2 separate regions of the Mus musculus genome follow, and region 1 is linked to region 2. Evidence: chromatin contacts called from public Hi-C data. All regions are on one chromosome and are shown on one strand. The core of a region is the stretch at or near the end of the contact, and the rest is flanking DNA. Distances in the headings are between cores, read along the strand shown.

What was found. A called contact is a pair of places that touch in the nucleus more often than the background predicts.
Region 1: a Hi-C map of the N1E-115 cell line shows a contact between it and region 2, with 2.4 times the contacts expected there. The contact joins two enhancer-like sites. A contact is called at or near these places in 3 of 484 Hi-C or Micro-C datasets (the N1E-115 cell line, nephron progenitors and stem cell-derived motor neurons).

Annotation. Positions count from the first base shown.
Region 1 is chr11:19,529,737-19,533,154 of GRCm38.p6, reverse strand. No RefSeq gene overlaps it. Among named protein-coding and RNA genes, the nearest start is that of Gm39601, 87 kb to the left of the region's middle. Within about 2 kb of position 1,389, at least 34 of the 459 cell types and tissues checked have an H3K27ac peak or open chromatin away from gene starts, as enhancers often do. A contact at or near this core is called in the N1E-115 cell line and stem cell-derived motor neurons, where this site is marked.
Region 2 is chr11:19,349,102-19,352,626 of GRCm38.p6, reverse strand. It overlaps the pseudogene Gm12026. Among named protein-coding and RNA genes, the nearest start is that of Gm39601, 270 kb to the left of the region's middle. Within about 2 kb of position 1,701, at least 16 of the 459 cell types and tissues checked have an H3K27ac peak or open chromatin away from gene starts, as enhancers often do. A contact at or near this core is called in the N1E-115 cell line and stem cell-derived motor neurons, where this site is marked.

The DNA.
Region 1 (3,418 bases), core at 140-2,639, 180 kb before region 2:
CATCACTGCCCTTACTTCAGGCAGGCTGGGGCCTGAGGCGCAGAGGCACAGAAGAAGTTAAATCATCCTCCTAAGGTCACCAGCTGGTAAGTGGTAGGCCCACGATGATCTCATGCTGCAGCTGCTGGACCGGGGAAGGATGATGACGTCGTTAGCTAGGTGACCCTCAGGTGAAGTATCTCCGTTCTCCTCAGATGTGGCTGCCAGGATCTCCTCTTATTCCCACCTAGGAAATGGGTGTCAAAGATGCTGAGACAGGATAGCAGAATGTTGGCTGTAGCCTCAAAGGTCCAGTGCTCTGCAGGGGCTGTACCTGTAAGCAGCCATAGCCGAATGAAAAATATCCATAGTCACTTCTGTGTCTATACAGAATGACGTCAAAAGGAAGATTTAAGGAATGGTGGAAGGCTTCGGATGAAGCCAACATGGAGTGACTTAGGAGGCTGTGGGACTCAGCCATTTTCTGCCAGCTCTTCCTTAGCTCACCAGTGGTTGCTTCTGAAGGCATCAGGCCAGGCCATGGGATCCACTTGTCTTTGGGGATCAGTGTACATCCCCAGTTGTTTTGCAAGCCATCGGGCTTAGCAGAATGCCAAGCATTTTTCCTATGGAAATATTCTGTGTGGTTCTGATTACTGCTCTCTCCTCTGCTGTCTTCCCAGGCTGCTTTTCATTTCCTGCTGTTGGCCTGCCTCTTTCTTCCTTGGCCCAGGTCAGTCTCCTTTTGTTCACTTAAGACGCTTTTCCAGGTGGCCCCAATTCTCTTGCTCTGCCCCATCTCTTCTTGGGGCTCTCTTCTCCAAGACCCCTGTTCAGTACTCCCTTTGCCTGTGGAGTCTGTGTGAATTGTCACGCCAAATGCTACTTTGTTTGAACCCTTAGCCATGACAGGAGGGCCAAGGGTCCTGAATAATACAGTCAGCTTCTGCCTTTAAGGGAGCTTTTGGTGGCAGTCATTCGTCTTGTTACTTTATTCTGCTGTTGATATGATTTGGGTTTGGATTTGGGTGGAGAGGACAGTTTCTTCCTTATGGGTGGCTTCTGAACTCTGTCATTGCTTACTTAAGAAAACTCAGCGTGAAGCCAAGGAACTTTTAATAGAGGGTCTTTACACTGGTGGTGTAGAAACGGGATGCTAAGGTTCTATAAAGGCAGCATTCGCCTAGATCCTAGCCAGCCCCTCTACTTGTGGGCTGTGGGTTTTTCCAAGTCATTCTCTTTTCTCAGTTTCATTTGTCAAAGCTGTTGGTGTTCAGAAGGCAGACGCTGGGGGAAAGTGTAGCCTGGATGAATCGAATCAGCTGTTTTGGCAACAATTCCCGTGAAAAGGCTGTGTCAGACAGGAAGTTCAGCGCTAGGCATCCTTGGGTTGGAGGTCAAGTAGCGATCTCATTTATCTCTGCCAAGTCCGTTGCCCTCTGCCCTTTCTGGTGCGCTTTGCCTGCACCCAAGAACCTAATTTGTGTTTGAAAACCAGGAGCAGAGTCGCCATGGCCCCATGTTTCCGGCTTAAGCCTGTCAGTAGAGAACATGAGAATTTAGATGGGCATCTTCTGGGATCCAGAGATGGGTGAGCCATGTGCTGATCCAGTGGGCAGCCCGGAGGCATGGTCTCCTTCTCCCAGCATTTCACCGGAGGCCAGAAGCAAGGGGCTTGGTGAGAGAGGGGCAAGGGAAGTGTGAAATGAAGCTGCAGAAGAAAGCCGGCTTTCACAAAGGGAAGTCACCGATTCTGTCTGTGATCAATCATGCTTAACAAAGAGGCCAGTGACACAGCCTTGCCCACCCCGGCATCGCCACCCCACTATCCCAAGCCTATCAGAACACACCGAGGCCATTTTGGCGAAGGACCCTTTTCCTGAAGCCAGCTTTTCCCAACGCAGATGAAACGGATGAGCTGATGACAGCACTTTTTTTTTTTTTTTTTTGAATTGTGAATGCAGTCCTGGGCAGCAGGAGCCACCTTCATGAGAGGCCACCCATTTCCCGATGCGTCCCCCCAAAATGTCAACCTATACTATAAAGCCGAAAAAGACATTTCACATACATAAAATATGTAATTAAAATGATGAATTATTGTAAGATAGAATATTAGCCTTGTGACATTTTAATCTGAACGCAAGAGAGAGGGAGAGAAAGTACAATCTGAAGCGCTCAATTAAATTTAGAATTTCCCCCCTCCATTGTTATGAATAAATAGGAGAGATTCTGTAGCAGTCAGTGGAATTATTAATTGCAACTAGTGTAGAAGGTGCATGCACCATATCATGAGATGGAATATCATTGTTAGTGACTATATTTCTTGGTAATTAAGGCCCAGACTAATGATGCAAGTTCTCTCCAGCATGATTTTCATCTGATTATGAGGCTGCTTCATTAAGAGCACTCAGCTTAACGAGCTGTAGCTGTAATAAAGTAATTTTCTGTCTTGTGCTCTGATTGATAAAGAGTTTCTATAGCTAAAAGGAATTGAAAATATAATTATAATTAGAAATGGTTGAATAAAGTTATTACAGGATTGCTGAAGGGTACTGCAATTGACACCATAATGTTTTTTTGGAAGTGAGCATTTTAAAATTAGACTTTATCAAGCAACAAAACTCCTTTGCTAATAACTGGGCCGAATGTTGCTGCTTCCATAAAATGAACATTTAGATTCAAGGAGAACGAGACTTTCCCACATTGTTCTCTACAAGAAAAACATATGCAAGAAGAATGTCGCCGCCCCTCTCCTCAGCATTCTTCCCCCGTGAAGTAAAGCTTATGAACATACTTTTTACCCCATTTATAATAATTTCCCTTCTGCCATATGTTGGGAAAAGATCTTTTTGATTAAGCTGATGTCTTCTTAAGCGTACAGTATAAATTCGGAGGTTCTTCTTGCCAGTGTGTAGAGAGTTATGCTGTCTGTTTACATATTTATATTTATGAAGCTGAAGGTTTCAGATAATTTTTCGAATTGCATAGAGGTATTCTTTTCTCTCTTTGCCATGCATTGGTTGATATCGAAATATAACTGGGGAGTATACAAGACTCCAGCCCCCTCCCCGGGGGAATGCTAATCAACTTTTTAGCCCAGAAACCTTATTTCTTGTTATGATGTTCACATTTATAAACCATGAAAACCCTGTTAGTGCAGCCCTGGTGTGTCTGTCATTGGATATGTCTGCAATATTGACATATAAATCCATGGCAGTGGTTTTATTTAGAATTAGCTGATATACTTTGTGCTCCAAATTAGTTTCACATCTTTAATTTAGTCTCTTTTGTCTCATTTGAGCTCCCTGCCTGCATGAGAGACATACATAGGCTTTAAAGCTATATGGTTATGTAAATCTGTTTTATGCAAACTCGCCCAGATATTATAAGCTCTGGGCTGCACTGAGGAGCGCCTGGCTCTTTCTAGGTCCACACTTTT
Region 2 (3,525 bases), core at 452-2,951:
GTTTTCCTTCCTGGGTTTCTAGTTTCCAACAGAAGATTGAGCTGACTTCCCTGAGGTTTTGGTTTTCCTTCTGTCTGTATCCAAAGACAGCAGCAACACTTCCACCAGCAGCATGACCGAAAGAGAGTGTCTGCAGTACTCTGAGCTGGTCCTGGGTCTCTGTACTGCTTCCTTCTCTCTGAGAGAGCAAGCTGAACACAGCAACACTGGTGCATCCATCATTTTGAACAAAGAAAGATCAATTTATTTAAGCAATTACCCTGCTTTGCATATAACTGGTTGATCTCAGCTATTCTTCCCCCAAGATTTGTGAGTGTGTGTGTGTGTGTGTGTGTGTGTGTGTGTGTGTGTGTGTGTGAAAAAGAAAGGGGAGGGGCTTATGAAACATGGCCAAATCAGCTTCTGGGACAAGGTATAGCACTCAAAACAGAGAATTGTGAGGATTTTTTTTGGCTTGTGACTGTTCTTTCCCTCTGTTTGCAACACTCTCTTACTTTGTTAGAGCCGCTGAAGGAAAGGAAAGGGTACTGGTGGGGCGCGATCCTACTTGTACAAATATACACCAGGCCTGACACTTGCCCTCTTCCACAAAGTCCATAAAAACCAGGTCTTATAAAACCCTCTGAACTAGTTCCTATTCCTCCCCAGAGATGCTGAAAAGAAAGGGTCACATCTACAGGTTGGGACGAGGACAAGGATGCAGGGATATGAACAATGGCATCTTCTTGCTATGCAATAGCTGGAGGGAAAGAGTGGAGGGGCTAAGTGACAGCAGGATCTGGCACCACTGACCTTAAGAAATACAGCATTTGAACCAACAAAAGGAGAACACAATGGACTTCCATCTGGGGGTCACTGGGCCCTCCATGCTGACCTAAGGAAAGGTTGACCTCAGCAGCCTAAATGGCAACATTCTGAACGCATGGAGTCTGTTTGTGAAGTCCTTGAATTTTTGGGCTAAGGTTGGTGTGCTTGGCAAGGCTAGGCTTTCCCTTCCCTGCCTTTGTCCTAAGAGTGTCTTGCTATTCCTGGTTTCTATGCCCACTGCTCGGTGCCTGGCATGTGTGTGAATGTTTTTAATTGGATTCTCTAAAATGCATTTCTGACACTGATTTGGTTACATTATATCCTATTCTGTTATCAAACAAATTTGCTGTCAAACAAAAGATCAATGTTATTGTAATGTCCTACTTGATGGATTAAATAGGGTATTATTCAACTCTTATTAAACAATCAAGAGAAACACACTGGGACCGGCTTTCATTCACAGCTGCTAACACGGAGCCGATCTGATCCGTGATTAGGAGACGGAAGGAGCAGTTATTTTCAGATTAATTAAACAAACAAGTAGGATTTAGGGACCAAGATTTTTTAAAGCCAGAATGATTCTTTGAAACATGTTTGGAGAAGGACATAATTTACTTTAATTACACGAGTGAACACTTAAGAATATAAAATCTTTCAGTGACGCATTCTGGATTAATTGCACAGAGCTATCGCCGCACCATAAACAAAGCCCTTCCAGGGATCAACCTTTCAGGGAAGCTTTTTTCCCCCCTGTGAGTAAATGTCCATTTAGAGAGCTTTTCTAAATTTAGAAGCAATGCTCATCAATCATTTATAATAAGCACCAAATAACTGCACTTGCTTGCCAGAGATGCAGCCCCTCCCCTGGCGCAGAGTGGTCCCCGTAGAATATGATGCTGCTAGACCGGCACCTACTCCATTACCAAGGTCTAACCTCTCTGTTTCTTTGACTTTACTCTTCAGATGCCCAGAGAAAGCAAATATTAAGTCAGGGGAAATCTCCCTTTTATCTTAGCTGGGCTGGCTCTATATTATCTGTAGCCTTTCCTTCTATGCACACCCCCATCGCAAGCCTTTCCATCTAGTCGGCCACATTCCGGCTCCTTCTGTCTGATGCTGCTTCCGCTAATGGCTGGAGAAAGGGAACATTACACCATTTAACGTGTGTGGGTCACATTAATCACAGAAAATTCTTTTAATGTCTCAGAAGTAACTGTCAAGCTGGACATACTGAATCTATTTAAACTAAAGCCTGCCATTTTTTATCTACAGTGATCTTTAATTCCCATAAAAGGGTCAAGAAAATGTGATTAAGTGACAGTTTTAAAATGTACTATAATATTAAATAGCTTGATTAAGTGACAACTATAAAATGTAATACAATATTAAGTATCTGGCTATGTCCCAAAAGAACTTTAAAGTATTTTTGAACGGTTTGGGAATTCACTAACCCATAATGGGTTACTAAAGAATTTTTTGTGGGGGGTGGGAGATGGACATAAAAGCAGCCAAACTTAAAACAAACTCAAAACAAGACAGAGCAAGAAAACAAACAAAGACAAACTAAAACTCTCCCAGCACTCCCAAGTGATACAGAGTCCAGGTCTCACAGTTGCCTTCTGTAACATGGTTTTTGTTTCTGAACCTGGTGCAGTGCTTGACTGAAGGTATAATGTCTGTAACGCAGAGAATAGAATCAAAGGAGTCCTGGAAGGGAGGCGGCAGACTGGGCGTGGTCTCTCAGGAGTTGACCATCACCTAGCAGGTGCCTGGCTTGCCCTTTGTGTTGTACCTCAGCTTCTTTGGGGGACACTGTGAATGAAATACCAGCATGGTGGGGGATCGAGGGCTTCAGCTAACCAGTTTTCTTCAGGAGAGTAAACCATGGAAACACTACATCAGAGGGAGCCTCTGTGAATGTAAAGATTTGGATGCAGTAGTCTGGAGGCCTGACTGGAAGGGCTGTGAAAGGAAGGCGATATGACTGTGTAAAGCTATGAACACATAGTCTAAGTGCTCAGGTCAATGGCTCAAAACCTCGAGGTTATTGAGCAGGCCATAGAGTGACTCTTTCTTTCCTTCATTTGGTTCTTCCATAGCCTAGGTTCCCTTAGAAAATTAAAGTGAAGCGTTTCCTGCTATTACCCTATTTGGAGATGTGATCTTATGGAGTGAGAGGGAAGAAAGGGAGGGAAAATCAGGGAAAGCAAGAGGCTGTTATGGAGAGATCCTTATATCATAGGCTGCCATTGAATCTGAATGCAGGCTTGCCTTTCCAAGAATGTCCTCAGGAAGTCAAGTCCTGTGTAAGTGGACCAGAAAGGAGACTGTATGTATGTATATATATGTATATATGTATGTGTATATATTATATATGTATATGTATGTATACATATATATAAAGTCATGTAAATTATTATATGTACATATACATATTGATATACAAATACATGTACAAATGATCATGTACACATATATGTATGTATATATGTATGTAGATTTTGTGTATATATACATATATACATATATATATTCATATTTATAATCATTTCCTTGCATGGTTTTTCCCTGGACAATGCACAGAAAACACCTGTTTGACCCTGTTTAACCCAGGATGGCAGACCAAAGAGACAACTGCATATAGGTCCAACTTGATGTGTCAATGTATTGACTGGGGTTACTGATGGGAGCACAAAGAGGGTTTGCTTACAGTAGCAT